3 separate regions of the Mus musculus genome follow, and all the other regions are linked to region 2. Evidence: chromatin contacts called from public Hi-C and promoter capture Hi-C data. All regions are on one chromosome and are shown on one strand. Each heading gives the region's core, a stretch centred on a gene start, on an enhancer-like site or on the middle of the called end of the contact. The rest is flanking DNA. Distances are from core to core; before and after follow the strand shown. Region 1 holds the start of Srsf4 (serine and arginine-rich splicing factor 4). Region 2 holds the start of Sdc3 (syndecan 3). Region 3 overlaps Ptpru (protein tyrosine phosphatase, receptor type, U).

Region 1 (4,172 bases), core at 73-2,572, 1.1 Mb before region 2:
AGTGTCAATTATTCGAAATCTAGACAGCTTTGAGAACCTGCTGGTTCATTTGCCATTCATACTAAAGTGTATGTCTTCTCAAATGTCAATTACTACTGGTCTCATTGGACCAAACACAAAGTCGAAAAAAACAAAACAGGCAAGAAATAAACACAGCAAAAACCAAGGGTTCCCCTAACACCCAAGGTTTAGTGCTTCCGACGCCGTTCCGGTGCTTAATGCCTTTCAAGTCCTACCTAATAATTCTCAGCTCCCAAGCAAAAGATGCTCGTACAATCTCTAGGCATGACAACTCACCCGTTTTCCCCGAACCTGGTAGTCCCTGCTAGCCTTGCTTCGCCAAAGCAGATTAGAAATACAAGCCCAGATTGTACGGGGAAAGCTGTTAAGTAGGCAATTTGGAGATGTGTCTCCACTTGCACCAGCAGCCGACGCAGACCTGGCCAGGATGGCCCTTACCCACTCAAAAAATCCTACGACAGCAATCATTTTCCGGCAAGTTGGAGAGCCGAAACCACAACGTGGAAAACTCTGTAAGGACTCCCCAAGATAACGAGCTAGGACTTTAATTTACTCTCGGAAAGGGAGCGGTCAAGGCTTGAAGCGCGGCAAGCCAGTACTTTCGAAACTGTCACTGCACTACAAAAACTAGTGTCTCCCGCCCAAAGTGTGGCACGCGAAAAAGCCAGAGCTCCAGTCCTCAGAAACACACGCCGGGAAGCCTCTGGCCGGTCAGGCTGGGGAACGGGGAGAAGAGGGCCGGAACCCTCATCTGCTCCTGGCAGCCCCAGAGCGGGAAAGGGCCGCCTCGGACCCATAGTCCAGCGACGGAAACCCAGGCCTCCCCGGCGCCCGGAGCCCCAGTCTAACCCGGGCCTCCGTCCCCATTATCCCGCCACCACCCCCGCCCGCGCAGGCGCAGTGGGAGCCGGGCCTACCCGCGCCCCCGAGGCACCGCCGCCATGGCGGAGCGGAGGAGGCCGGCGGCGGCTTAGCGCCCAGCGAGCGCCGCGCTCGCGTCCCCGCGGCCTCCTAGCCACAGCCGCGGCCCTGTCAGCCCCCCGGCCGGCCCCTCCGCCGCCCTCCTCACCCGTTCTTCAGATCCACCTCCAGGATCTTCCCGTAGCCCTTAAAGAAGCGCTCCACATCGCGCTCCCGGGCCTGGTAGCTCAGGCGGCCGATGTACACCCGCGGCATTCCGGCGGCGGCAGCTGGCCCCGGCCCCCCTCAGGCGGCGGCCGGCGAAGGGAAAACGCGGCGGCGGCGGTAACGGGCGGGCGGCGGGACGGACGCAGCCGAAGCCCGGCGACGTACGCGAGCACGCAGCTCGAGAACGCGCGCCCCCGTCTCCCTACCCCCCCCCCCCCGGCGGAGGGGAACGGGAGGGAGCGCGCGCCCGCTTCCCGCCTGGTCAGGGGCGGGGGCGGGGCTTTACTGGAGGCGCGCCGGCGCGGGGCGGGACCTGGCCGAGTGAGCGACAGCTGCAGCACGTCCTCTCGCGAGCTCGCCGTGGCAGCGGCACTTCCCCCGGAAGTGCCTGCGCGGGTGCGCGCCGAGCGGGTGTTCCCGCCTTTGTCCTTTGCTCTGGTAGACTTTCTGTTTTGGGGTGGTTTTCGGTAAACGTCCCTGTGGGAAGTTAGTGGATCCATGACCTTGGGCCCATTTTCCTTTCTCTCGGATCTTTGAGTCTCTTTTATCTTCCTTGTACTTTCAGGGTTGTCTCTACAGTGTCGATACTAGGTATGTAAAAGTGTTCCAATAATTGGTTCGGTATTATTTTGCGGTGTTGTGGATCGAACTCAGGGCCATACGGATGTTAACAAGTGCCCTATCTCTGAGTTACATCTCAGATTTAATTTTTATTTTTTAAAGCACTGACTGCCAGAGGTCCTGAGTTCAATTGCCAGCAACCACATGGTGGCTCACAACCATCTGTAATGGGAATCGGATGCCCTCTTCTAGGGTGTCTGTCTAAAAACAGCTACACTGTACTCATACACATAAAATAAATCCTTAAACAAAAAAGTTCTGACTGTCCTAGAAATAGCCCTGTAGACCAGGCTGGCCTGAAACTTTGCCTGTCTGCCTATTGGCTGGGATTAAAAGCATGTGCCAAACTATGTCCGTTCAGTTTAGTGCCTTGTAGTTAGATTAAGCACGACAGAAAATTACTATTTTCTTTTTTTGTTTATTCATTTTGAGAAAGGGTTTTTCTGTATATCCCCGGCTGTCCCGGAACTCCCTCTGTGGACCAGGCTGGCTTCAAACCTGCCTGCTTCCCAAGTGCTAGAGTTAAAGGTGTACCCCATCTCTGCCAGCTCAGAAAAAATTTCTAACCTGCAAGATTATAATCTATAGATGTCCAGTGTATTGCCAAAATAACCAAATGTAATGAACTGTGCTGGGGCATGTGGGTGCTCAGTAATGAAAGGTTCCTTTTCAGCTTTGCCCAGGAATCACTGAGGGGTTTAGTCTCTTTACTGCATTTCCACTTTAACTGATGTGCTGGGTAAAGTTTTCTCTTCTGCATCTTCTGCTTTCCTTTCTAGAGGCAGTTTCTTAAGTATTCCTTTAGAAGTTAATTTACCATACAGCACTTGGCTTTTCTTTTTTAAGACAAGAACTTTCTATGTCTAATGGCCTTTGACTAACCTGTAAAAGCCTTTCTAAGAACTGTGATTGTCAATTGCAGGTGTGCATCACACCTGATTTTTTTTTTTTTTTTTTTTTTTTTTTTTGAGACAGGGTTTCTCTGTATAGCCCTGACTGTCCTGGAACTCACTCTGTAGACCAGGCTGGCCTCGAACTCAGAAATCCACCTGCCTCTGCCTCCCGAGTGCTGGGATTAAAGGCGTGCACCACCACGCCCGGCTTACACCTGATTTTTGTCTCACTATATTTTAGTCATTTCAGAAGCATATGAAAAGCACTTAAGACCATTTTGTCTTATAACACACTTTTTTATACACAGTAACTTACCTAGTCACTATTCTAGTGAAGAATTGAGACAGGGTCCAACCTTTGGTTTTTAGAATTGCCACAATCAGTGACCATGTATATTCAAATAGTATCTATCCTGGAAATGGGAATGTCATTAAGGACATACTTCTGGCAGAACACTTGTCTAACCTAGCCTTGATCCTCAGCATCGCCTAGACATACAACTTGGGAAGTAGGAGTACTAGGTTAAAGGGTATAGGCATTTGACTTAGGGACAGTCTCACTTCTTATCCTCAGCTGGCCTTGGATTTACAGCAGCTCTCTTGCCTCAGCTTCCTGAGTGCTGAGGGTTGCAGGCATGGATCACAGGGCCTGCTTCAGCATGTGTAACATGGTAGCTGTTGGGTCTCAAATACTCAACGTATTATCAATGTTTTGATTTAGCCAGGTGATGGTGGCCCATGCCTTTAATCCCAGCACTAAGGAGGCAGAGGCAGGCAGATTTCTGAGTTCTAGGTCAGCCTGATCTACAGAGCAAGTTCCAGTACAGCTAAGGCTACACAGAGAAACCCCGTCTTGAAAAAAAGTTTGTCAATCCAGCGAAGAGGTATCCTCCAGGCCATTTGGTTTGCAGTTACCTTGAGGGAACCAGCCTCTCTTCATGTCCTTCATGCTCTCTTGTAGCTTCAGGGCACCTGTACACACAGGGCATACACACCTTGACACGTTTTCATTTGTGTTTTATTCTTTGCCCATTTTACTTGATTTATAGTTCACTATAGATTAGGGAAATCAGCAGCTTGCCAAATGAATTGTAGATACTTCACCAGCATGTTGACTTTTGGCATTACCATGTTTCTTGGGTGTGAACGCACTGGCAGACAGTTCTAAGGAAGTGCTTCTGTCTTTCACGGTGTGATCCAGGGATTTAACTCAGGTCCTCAGACTTTTATGACACACTTGTGTTTTGCCTAAATAGAGACCCCTAATTTTATGTTATAATCAAAGGCTTTCTCACTTTGAGGTCTTGTGTTTCTTTTGGAAGTAGGGTCACACATAGTCCAGGTTGACCTGGGAACTTGCTATGTAGCTGAGGTGGACTCTCCCAAATGCTGGAAGTACAGGTCTGAGCCAACATACTTGGCTTGAGGTTTTAAGTTTGTTTTAAATTTAGTTTTGTGTATATGGATGTGAGTACAGGTGCCTGTGGAGGCCAGGTGTCAGGTCTTCCT
Region 2 (4,422 bases), core at 100-2,599:
GAAGAAGAAGAAGAAGAAGAAGAAGAAGAAGAAGAAGAAGAAGAAGAGAGAGAGAGAGAAGAAGAAGAAAAGAAAAGAAAAGAAAAGAAAAGAAAAGAAAAGAAAAAAAGGGCAAGGCATGAACCGACCACCAGGTACTATCTTGGGGTCCCCTCCCCAAAGCTAACAGTTGTCAGGGCAGCTCAGAGTCTTGCCTGCCTCCCTACAATCTGGCCACCTTGCTTAGGAGAGAAGGGGCGTGCCGGCCAGCCTGGGCTCTGGTGGTCATCTGAGTGGGTAGGGACAGCCATTGCTCCTGGAGTCAGCCACATGGGGGTAGGACCTAGAACTCCCCAGCTCACTCAGCCCACATTTAGACACCTGTCAACTCAGAACTCACTTGGGAGCTGGGTTCCTCAGAGCAGGGACCCGGCTCATCCACCTGCAGGACCGACCCTCTTCCTCCCGTTCTGCTAGTGAAACCAGAACCAAGTTCAATCCCTTAGCTACTTCGGTTTCTCAAAGGGACAGTCAGGGGTCACCTGGTACCCACCTCTGATGGCACACACACCCATGTCTTCTGGGGTGGGAGCTGAGCCAGGTCCACCATCGCTACACACCTGCACACACATACGTGTGCTTTCACACAGGTCCATGGGTCAAAGCACACACCCCCTCACCCACAGTCACACAGCCTTGGCCATGGTGGAACACAGCGTGCAGAATGGGTCACCCTAGTGTGGAGCGGGATGCGGATGCCATCCAGCCATATGGACAGAGCCTCTCCCGTGCCCACACCCACAGGTGCCCACGCACCCTTCTTAGAAGCAGACACACACACACAGGGTCACCCTCATTCACCCTCGCGGGTCACCTTCATCGACCCACCCCCTCCTCCTCCAATGCCCCCAAGGCCCTGCAGGCAGCTTGGGATGGAGTGGGGGTGGGGAGAAGGCGACCCCAGCGGATACCGGACGCACACGCTTCCCGGCGGGGAGGGGACCCCATGAGACCGGGACACACCCAGCGCGGCACGCGCGACGAGGGGACACGCAAAGACACGCGGGGTACACGCTGGGGACCCTCTTGGGGCCCATCACTCACCCCCGCGGCGCGGCCGGCCAGCAGCAGCAGCAGCAGCGGTGGCAGCAACAGCCCGCGGGCCCCGGGCGCATGGGTGGCGGTGTCCACGCGCTGCCCCTGTGCGGTCCCGCGGCGCGGCGGCCCGGGCTTCATGGCGGCCTTTGTTCGCGGCGCGGGCTGCGCGGGACCTGCGCTCGGCTCCTCGGCCGCCGGCTCCGCCTCGCTCGTTCGTTCGCTCGCTCGCGGCTCCGCGCCCACAGCGGCCGCGCCCGCAGGAAGCGTCGCCGCCGCCGCCGCCACCGCCGCCGCCCCCCGCGCAGGCGGGGCGAGCAGGAGGGCGGGGCCGCGGCGACACCGGCACGCGACACCGCCCCCGGCCTCAGTTTCCCCCCGCGCAGGGGGGGGGGGGCGAGGGGCGTTGACGTCTGCCCCCCTACTGTGGATCCGCGAAGCACGCCGTGTGCGAGCCGCGGGAGAACCTGCTCTTCCAGACAGCACCCCGGGTCTCTCTGCTCCCAGTAGGGTGGTGTCAGAGGACCCCGACTCGGGGTTCCCCCTGGTCCTCCTGAGCTTCTCCTTGGCCTGTTTGTCTGAGAGACACAGGCCCCTAGCCACCCTGAGTTCAGGAAGCAGGGGCTTGGGTCAGCTACAGGCACGCATGGCGAACACCAGCACGCGTCTGCTGCTCACACGCTGGTGAAGTCTCCAGTTTCCCATTCACAGGGGCTCAGTTGCACTAAGGGGTCTCCGGGGAGGCTGGTAAGGGTAGGCGTTGGTTAGTTGGCATGTGAGCTGAGCAGGACACCCTTTGATGTCCCTGCAATCGGCACTATCCATTTGATGGCCATGTGTCCTTGGAAAGAAACCCAGAGCATGAAGCTCCGCACCATATAAGGCAGAGTGTGAGATGGGTTCCCCAGAGGGAGTGAGAGGCTGGGGCATCACAGGTATGCAAGGCTTGCCTAGCTAACCTCGGTAGACATCCTGGGGGGGGGGGGGCGTCCACTCTGTGGCTTACAGATCGCTGAGAACGAGCCAAGCCTGAGTAGTAGCTGCCTGTAACCCCAGTACTCATGACTTAGGAGGCTGAGGCAGAGGGATCTCAAAGCCTGGGCTACATACTGAGTCTCTGTATTTTCAAATATAAGAGGGGAGGGAGAGCTGGTGAGAGATACAGCATACTACTTAAAGATGTAAGTGACTAGTTCCCGGTACCCACACCAGGCTAGACACAACGCCCTGTGACTCCAGCTTCAGAGGATCTAATACCTTTAGCCTCCAAGGACACCTGCATTAATGTGCAGAGGTGTGACACGCATGCCCGCGTGTGCACACATACACACGAATAATAAAAATAAATCCTTTAAAAATGATAAAAATAAATGTTGACACTTTTTTTTTAAGGAAGATGGACTTTCAGGCTGACCTTGAACTTGTGATGTAGCTGAGTATGACCTTGAACATCTATTCCTACTACCTCCATCACATCCAATTTGTGCTGTGCTAAGAACCGAACCCAGAGCTTTGTGCAGAAGGGCATGTGCTCCACCAACTGAGCTACATCCCCAGGCCCTCACAAAGAGTCTTTTAAATCAATCCCATTCGATGCGTTTTGGCATTTGAAGCTAAGATGCCTTGAAGAATACAACATGAAAAGATTGACCTGCCTAGGAATCAGGAACTGGCTTTATCACTAGCATAGCCAGGAGCTGAGGGACTCTAGCTTTGGGTTAAGCAAGTGCTTGGGTTCAAATCCTGGTTCTGACAACCATGGGCTCTGGTACTTGTTTGTACAACTTCACCTCTCTGAGCCTATTCCCCAATGTCTGATGGAAATGAAGACCATATGGGCTTCACTTATTCATTCAACAAACATATTGAATGCCTTGTGTGTACCAGGTCAGGGGACAGGCTGGGAAGCTTTTGTGAGCTCTTCCTTTTCGTGTACTGGGAGTTCAATCAATGTGGTTGGGACTGGTTCTGAGGTGCTCTCAAAGGTTTAGCTGGGCCGGGCGGTGGTGGTGCACGCCTTTAATCCCACCACTTGGGAGGCAGAGGCAGGCAGATTTCTGAGTTCAAGGCCAGTCTGGTGTACAAAGTGAATTTCAGGACAGCTAGGGATATACCGAGAAACCCGTCTTGAAAAAAAAAAAAAAAAACAAACAAACAAACAAACAAACAAAAAGGTTTAGCTGGAATCAAGAAGGAGACCCAAGGAGTGGCATGTCAACTTGGTGCAAAGAAAACCTTGGGGCAGCTGGATCTGACTGATGGGCAAAGTACTGAGCTGCCCATGCTGGGAGGCAAGCAAGGCTGACAGTGTTGCTCAAAGGAGCCTACCAGGTTGCCAGGGAGCATGGCCCAGCCTTGCCTTCCTCATTCTGCAAACCCCCTTTACTGAGATCCCGGCAGGAAGCCTTGTGGGGAATCTTGGGCTAGGAGCGCCACCTGCTGCTTGTTATAGGTATAGTCACAGACTGGGTTGAGATGCACATTTAGTCCCTGGAACATCACAGGTCACCCTGCCTATACCACCGTGTGTGTCCTTATCACATCCCCAGAACACGAATGTCTCCTTCCCTGTGCTACCCTCATCCAAACAGACTCCAGAAACTGCCTTCATCCAGCCGCAGGTCACCGGGCAAAGACTTCTTGACTCCAAAGGCAGAAACAGTCCCGACCACGCCCACCCCAGTCCTTCTGTCTTTCCTGGAACTGGGAAAGTCCAGATTTTCAGTGGACAACTGCAGGGCTCTAGCCAGGCCGCCTGTCCTCCACCCTTCTCTCTGACAGGACACCAACCCATTTTTCAGAGCTGAAGAACTGGGCAGCTGTTAAGATGACACACGCTGGAGTCACCCGGGAAGAAGGAACTTCAGTTGAGAAAATGCTTCCATCAGCTTAGCCCATAGACAGATGGGGGAATTTACTTGATTAATGATTGAGAATGTGGAAGAGCCCAGTCCACTGTGAATGGTGTGATCCCTTTGCAGATGTATAAGAAAGCAGGCTGGAGGTAGAGAGATGGCTCAGTGATTAAGAGCACTGGCTGCTCTTCTAGAAGGCCTGGGTTCAATTCCCAGCACCCACAAGGCAACTCACAACTGCCTGTAACTCCAGTCCCTGTGGGTCAGATGCCCTCTTCTGGCCTCCTTAGGCACAAATGCTGTGCACAAACATACAGGCAGGCATAACACTCTTACACATAGAAATAAATAGATAAATAAATAAATAAATAAATAAAATATTTAAGTCAGGTGGTAGTGACATGACTTTAATCCTGGCTAGTCAAAAGACAGAGGCAGTGGCAGACATACTCCTGATTTATTAAGGTCTGCCTGGTCTACAGAGTGAGTTCCA
Region 3 (4,415 bases), core at 988-3,487, 1.0 Mb before region 2:
CTGGTGTGGGCGGGAAGGGAGGTTAATCCTTTCATTCAGTCTGTCCTACATATTCATCAAGCTCCAGGCTCAGGAGCCTGTGTGTGTGAAGACAGAGCAAAGGCCTGAGGCATGACAGGCTGGTAGCAAGGCTGCCATGGGCTTTATGAATGATCAGAGCCAGAGGCGAGCGCGCGCGCGGTGTGTTGGTGGGGGTTGGGGTGGAGGAGCGAGTGAAGCTTTGGAATCGGTGACCTCAGGGGACCGGCCCTGTGATATGTGACCCGATACAGGGCTAGGGAGAGTGGTGACTTGTGGGTGGTGAGGGGCCTCGTGGGTTCTGACAAGGTTGAGTTTGTGTTTTTCTTGTCCTAGCCTTCTCCTTTGGGAAACAGAACTCGAGAGCCCAAACCCTTCATTCCCGGTGGCTGCTTCATCTCTGTCCTTTCCAGAGTGTGACCCTGGCTTCCCTTGGCCTCCCATCTTTTCTTTTTCTCTCTGCAGGTGCCTACTTGATGGTCAATGCTTCTCAGCATGCCCCAGGTCAGAGGGCCCACATCATCTTCCAGACCCTGAGCGAGAACGACACCCATTGTGTGCAGTTCAGCTACTTCCTGTACAGCAGGGATGGGCACAGCCCAGGCACCCTGGGGGTCTACGTGCGCGTGAATGGGGGCCCTCTGGGCAGTGCCGTGTGGAATATGACCGGATCCCACGGCCGTCAGTGGCACCAGGCTGAGCTGGCTGTCAGCACCTTCTGGCCCAATGAGTATCAGGTGGGCTGGGTTTAGTCAGTGGTCAGCTTGCTGGGGCTTGGAGGTAAGGGCAGGGGCAGGCCACCCCTGACGTCAGACTAGGCTGTTCAGCATCAGGAGTCAATCTGGCGTTGAGTTTGGAGTTCGACTGCATCAGTGTGGGTACAGAGTCAGAGGTCATTGTTAATAGGATGGCCACTATTGAGGGTGAATTGGAACAGGACTCAAATGGAGATTCTGTCCGACTAGATGAATCTGCTGCTTTGAGGGAGTTGTCAAGAGTAGGGATGAAACTTCTAGCCTTGACTGTGATTTTATTTTCTCTGCCCACAGCCCTGAACCAGCTGGCATGGTAGTAAGGCTCTGTGTGAGCTGGGTTGGCATTGGATGGTGGAGAGAGGTCGGGTTGGGGCCAAGCTGGTCAGGAGGGATGTCGCTTTGGCAACTGGCCTCCTATTCCCTCAGGTGCTGTTTGAGGCCCTCATCTCCCCAGACCACAAGGGCTACATAGGCTTAGACGACATCTTGCTCTTCAGCTATCCCTGCGGTGAGTCCCAGTCCACTCAGACATAAGGATGAGGGTAGCCTTGGCTCCTGCCTGCAGGGCATGCAGGCCCAGCTCATGCTGGGGCTCTGCCTGTTTTCCCACAGCAAAGGCCCCTCACTTCTCCCGCCTTGGGGACGTGGAGGTCAATGCAGGCCAGAACGCATCCTTCCAATGCATGGCAGCAGGCAGAGCCGCAGAGGCAGAACACTTCTTCCTGCAGGTGAGCGTCCCACAGAGACTTGGCTCCAAGGACCTTTTGCCTCCTTGGCTTGGTACCCTTTTGGGGTTTTGGGTCCTCCCTTCATATGCCAGCATCTATATACACCTATATACACAGTGTCTTGCCTCCCCTAGGCTGTGCTCTGCCAGCTAGCATCCCCTTAACTCTGGGATGGAGGCCAGTTCCAGGATCCTCAAATGCTCAGGGGATAGTAGGGACTCAAGTACACTGCTTCCTAACTCTCTTTTTTCTCTTCAGCGTCAGAGTGGAGTGCTGGTGCCTGCGGCCGGGGTGCGGCACATCAGCCACCGTCGCTTCCTGGCCACTTTTCCGCTGGCCTCGGTAGGCCGCTCAGAGCAGGATCTGTACCGTTGCGTGTCCCAGGCCCCGCGTGGTGCTGGCGTCTCCAACTTTGCAGAGCTCATCGTCAAAGGTCAGCCGATTGGCCTTGAGGAAGGCCCGTCTGGTGGGGAGAGGATAGGGCGGAGTCCGTGTAGAGGTGTGCATGGAGCTAGCTCCTTGGAGGACTTGTTGGGAGGTCGCACAGCAGATTTAGCCGAACGCTTGATAGCAGCTCGAGGGACCTGGGAGGAAAGAGAGAGTCTCGTGATAGGGGAGGATTAGGTTTTAGAGGTATTTTCTAGCTGTGACCTGAACAGTGTTGCCAGGCAGAGGGATGGGCTGGCCGCGTGAGAGAAGGATACAGGGAGCCCGGGCCTAAATTCCTATGCGCCTTCCAGGTGCTAACCCAGCGAGTGTGCTGGGATCCCCCAGGCCTAAACTTGGGAGTTCGGAGTGGGCGTGGCTGAGTTATGGAGTTCTAGGGCCACATGGTGGCATTAGTAGGCTCCTCCTCTTCTGCATATCGTCGCAGAGCCTCCCACCCCCATCGCGCCCCCACAGCTGCTGCGTGCAGGCCCCACCTACCTCATTATCCAGCTCAACACCAACTCCATCATTGGCGACGGGCCGATCGTGCGCAAGGAGATCGAGTACCGCATGGCACGGGGCCCGTGGGCCGAGGTGCACGCTGTCAACCTGCAGACCTACAAGCTGTGGCATCTGGACCCAGACACTGAGTATGAAATCAGCGTGCTGCTCACACGCCCGGGAGATGGAGGCACAGGCCGCCCTGGGCCACCACTGATCAGCCGGACCAAGTGCGCAGGTGAGTGGCAGGACGGCCTTCTTCCACAGAGGCAGCAAGGCCTCCCGACACACACACACACACATTTATTGACACATAGATAAAATAGCTTGGGCTATTTCTCCATAGCTTGTCTCAAAAAAATAAAACCAGATAAACAAAAGAGACAAAAAGACAATACCACCCCCGCCAACCAAAACAAAACAAAAAGACAGACCAAGAAAACAAACCACGAAACTTACCAGAGCCCTGTGATAGGTTGTTGTCATACCTACTTCACAGATGAGGTGACTGAGACAGAGATGTTAGGCGACTGGGCAAAGAACACAAAGCCAGTAAGCGGCAGAGATGGGACCAGAACTCTTAACTGGCTGGGTAACAATCCTTAAACCCTATCAATTAAAAATTGTGTGTGATGGATTTTGGCTGGATTCCTTGGATCTGGCATTGAGTCAGAAGTCAGTTCTCCCTTGTTTCGGAGGATAAAGTAGCTGTTGCTAAGGACCCCGATGCACCTGCACCCAGAAGACTAATAAGAGAAACGGACAGGGTTCTCTGTGATGTCAGTGTGCTGCTGTTTCTAGAATTTTCTTAGTGAGAAATGTAGATTCTCGATGTAGATTCATGTGCGGGTCCTCCTTACTCTATAATGTTTTCCACAGCAGTTCCATTTTAGATAACTATGGTTTAATTTTACAATGAAGATTGACATCTGAGGCTGGCAAGATGGCTCAGTTGGTAAAAGGTGCTTGCTGCCAACCCAGTCAGTATGGAGACTCACAGGGTGGAAGGCGAGAACCCATTCTCAGAAGATGTCCTCTGACTTCCAGATGTGTGCCCCCTTCCCCAAGCCAGATGTGCAGCTGAAAAATAATGTATACAATGTAACAAAAATGTGTAACAACAAAATGAAGCCCACAGACTCCATAGCTATTGTAACAGATTCCCGCAGTTTCTGGTGTTTGTGTGCCCCAGTATGTGTAATTAGTTTTGTGTAATTTATCACCGGTGTAGGTTTGTGTATACAGTGGGAAGCCCAAGCACTCAGTGTTGCTATAGATAATTCCTGTTGCTGTTTTAGACCATACCCACATCTCTCTTCCTCCTCCCACCCCCTTGGTAACCACAGATCAGTCCTTCATTTCTAGAGTTTTCTCTTTTCTAGAATGTTCCATAAGTGACATCATGCAGTATATAATCTTTTTGGAATCACTTTTTTTTGTAACAGATTTATTACAGTATGATCTGCATTCGTACATGTCACTCATTAAAATTTACAGTTTAGAGGTGTTAAGTATCTCTGGTGTTGCACAACTATTAATGATTGGTTTTGGAATATGTCATCACTCTTAAGTGGAAACCTTATGCCATTTAATGATTCGCCCAGTTCATCTTAATCCTGAAGCCCCAGTCAAACACCAGTCTACTTTCTATCTCTCTTGATTTAGTTTTTGGAGATGTTTTATACAACAGAACCATGCATGACAGTTTATAGTGTTTTGCTGGTTTGTGTGTGTGTGTGTGCGAGCATATGTGACTGTGTACAAGCACTTTTGTGCTTGTAGTATGTGCACTTATGAGCTCAGGTACTTGAGGAGGCCAGAAGAGAGTCCTGGGTGCCCCCTGGAGTTGGAGTTACACTCTCAGATGTGAATCACCTGATGTGGTTCCTGGGGACTGAACCCCAGGATCTCTACAAGAGCAGCAATTGCTTTAAATAGCAGAGTCCTCCCTCCCTTCCATGGTCCTGATTTGCATTTCTGTAAG

The links. Promoter capture Hi-C pulls out the DNA fragments that hold promoters and counts their contacts. Hi-C and Micro-C count contacts between places; a contact is called where the count stands out from the background.
Region 1: a Hi-C map of B cells shows a contact between it and region 2, with 8 read pairs. The contact joins the promoter of Srsf4 here to the promoter of Sdc3 in region 2. A contact is called at or near these places in 3 of 39 promoter capture datasets (the 3T3-L1 cell line, hippocampal neurons and maxillary cranial neural crest), 2 of 484 Hi-C or Micro-C datasets (B cells and embryonic fibroblasts), 6 of 115 datasets of contacts at active chromatin or transcription factors (embryonic brain, forebrain, large pre-B cells and 3 more) and 3 of 9 other capture datasets (adipose tissue, liver and pancreatic islet).
Region 3: a promoter capture Hi-C map of embryonic stem cells shows a contact between it and region 2, with 6 times the contacts expected there. The contact joins the enhancer-like site here to the promoter of Sdc3 in region 2. A contact is called at or near these places in 23 of 39 promoter capture datasets (the 3T3-L1 cell line, 3T3-L1-derived adipocytes, the C10 cell line and 16 more), 3 of 15 datasets of contacts at CTCF or cohesin (embryonic stem cells, large pre-B cells and pro-B cells), 35 of 484 Hi-C or Micro-C datasets (the AML12 cell line, B cells, the C2C12 cell line and 24 more), 10 of 115 datasets of contacts at active chromatin or transcription factors (bone marrow-derived macrophages, craniofacial prominence, embryonic forebrain and 7 more) and 3 of 9 other capture datasets (adipose tissue, embryonic stem cells and liver).

The regions. Positions count from the first base shown.
Region 1 is chr4:131,870,789-131,874,960 of GRCm38.p6, reverse strand. Srsf4 (serine and arginine-rich splicing factor 4) reads right to left here and starts at 1,322. Exons shown (of 6, transcript NM_020587.2): 1 at 1,091-1,322. The coding sequence starts at 1,197.
Region 2 is chr4:130,789,464-130,793,885 of GRCm38.p6, reverse strand. Sdc3 (syndecan 3) reads right to left here and starts at 1,349. Exons shown (of 5, transcript NM_011520.3): 1 at 1,084-1,349. The coding sequence starts at 1,215.
Region 3 is chr4:131,817,048-131,821,462 of GRCm38.p6, reverse strand. Ptpru (protein tyrosine phosphatase, receptor type, U) reads left to right here. Exons shown (of 31, transcript NM_001083119.2): 3 at 484-755; 4 at 1,200-1,281; 5 at 1,386-1,501; 6 at 1,760-1,934; 7 at 2,376-2,669. Among named protein-coding and RNA genes, the nearest start is that of Ptpru, 19 kb to the left of the region's middle. Within about 2 kb of position 2,237, at least 6 of the 459 cell types and tissues checked have an H3K27ac peak or open chromatin away from gene starts, as enhancers often do. A contact at or near this core is called in embryonic stem cells, where this site is marked.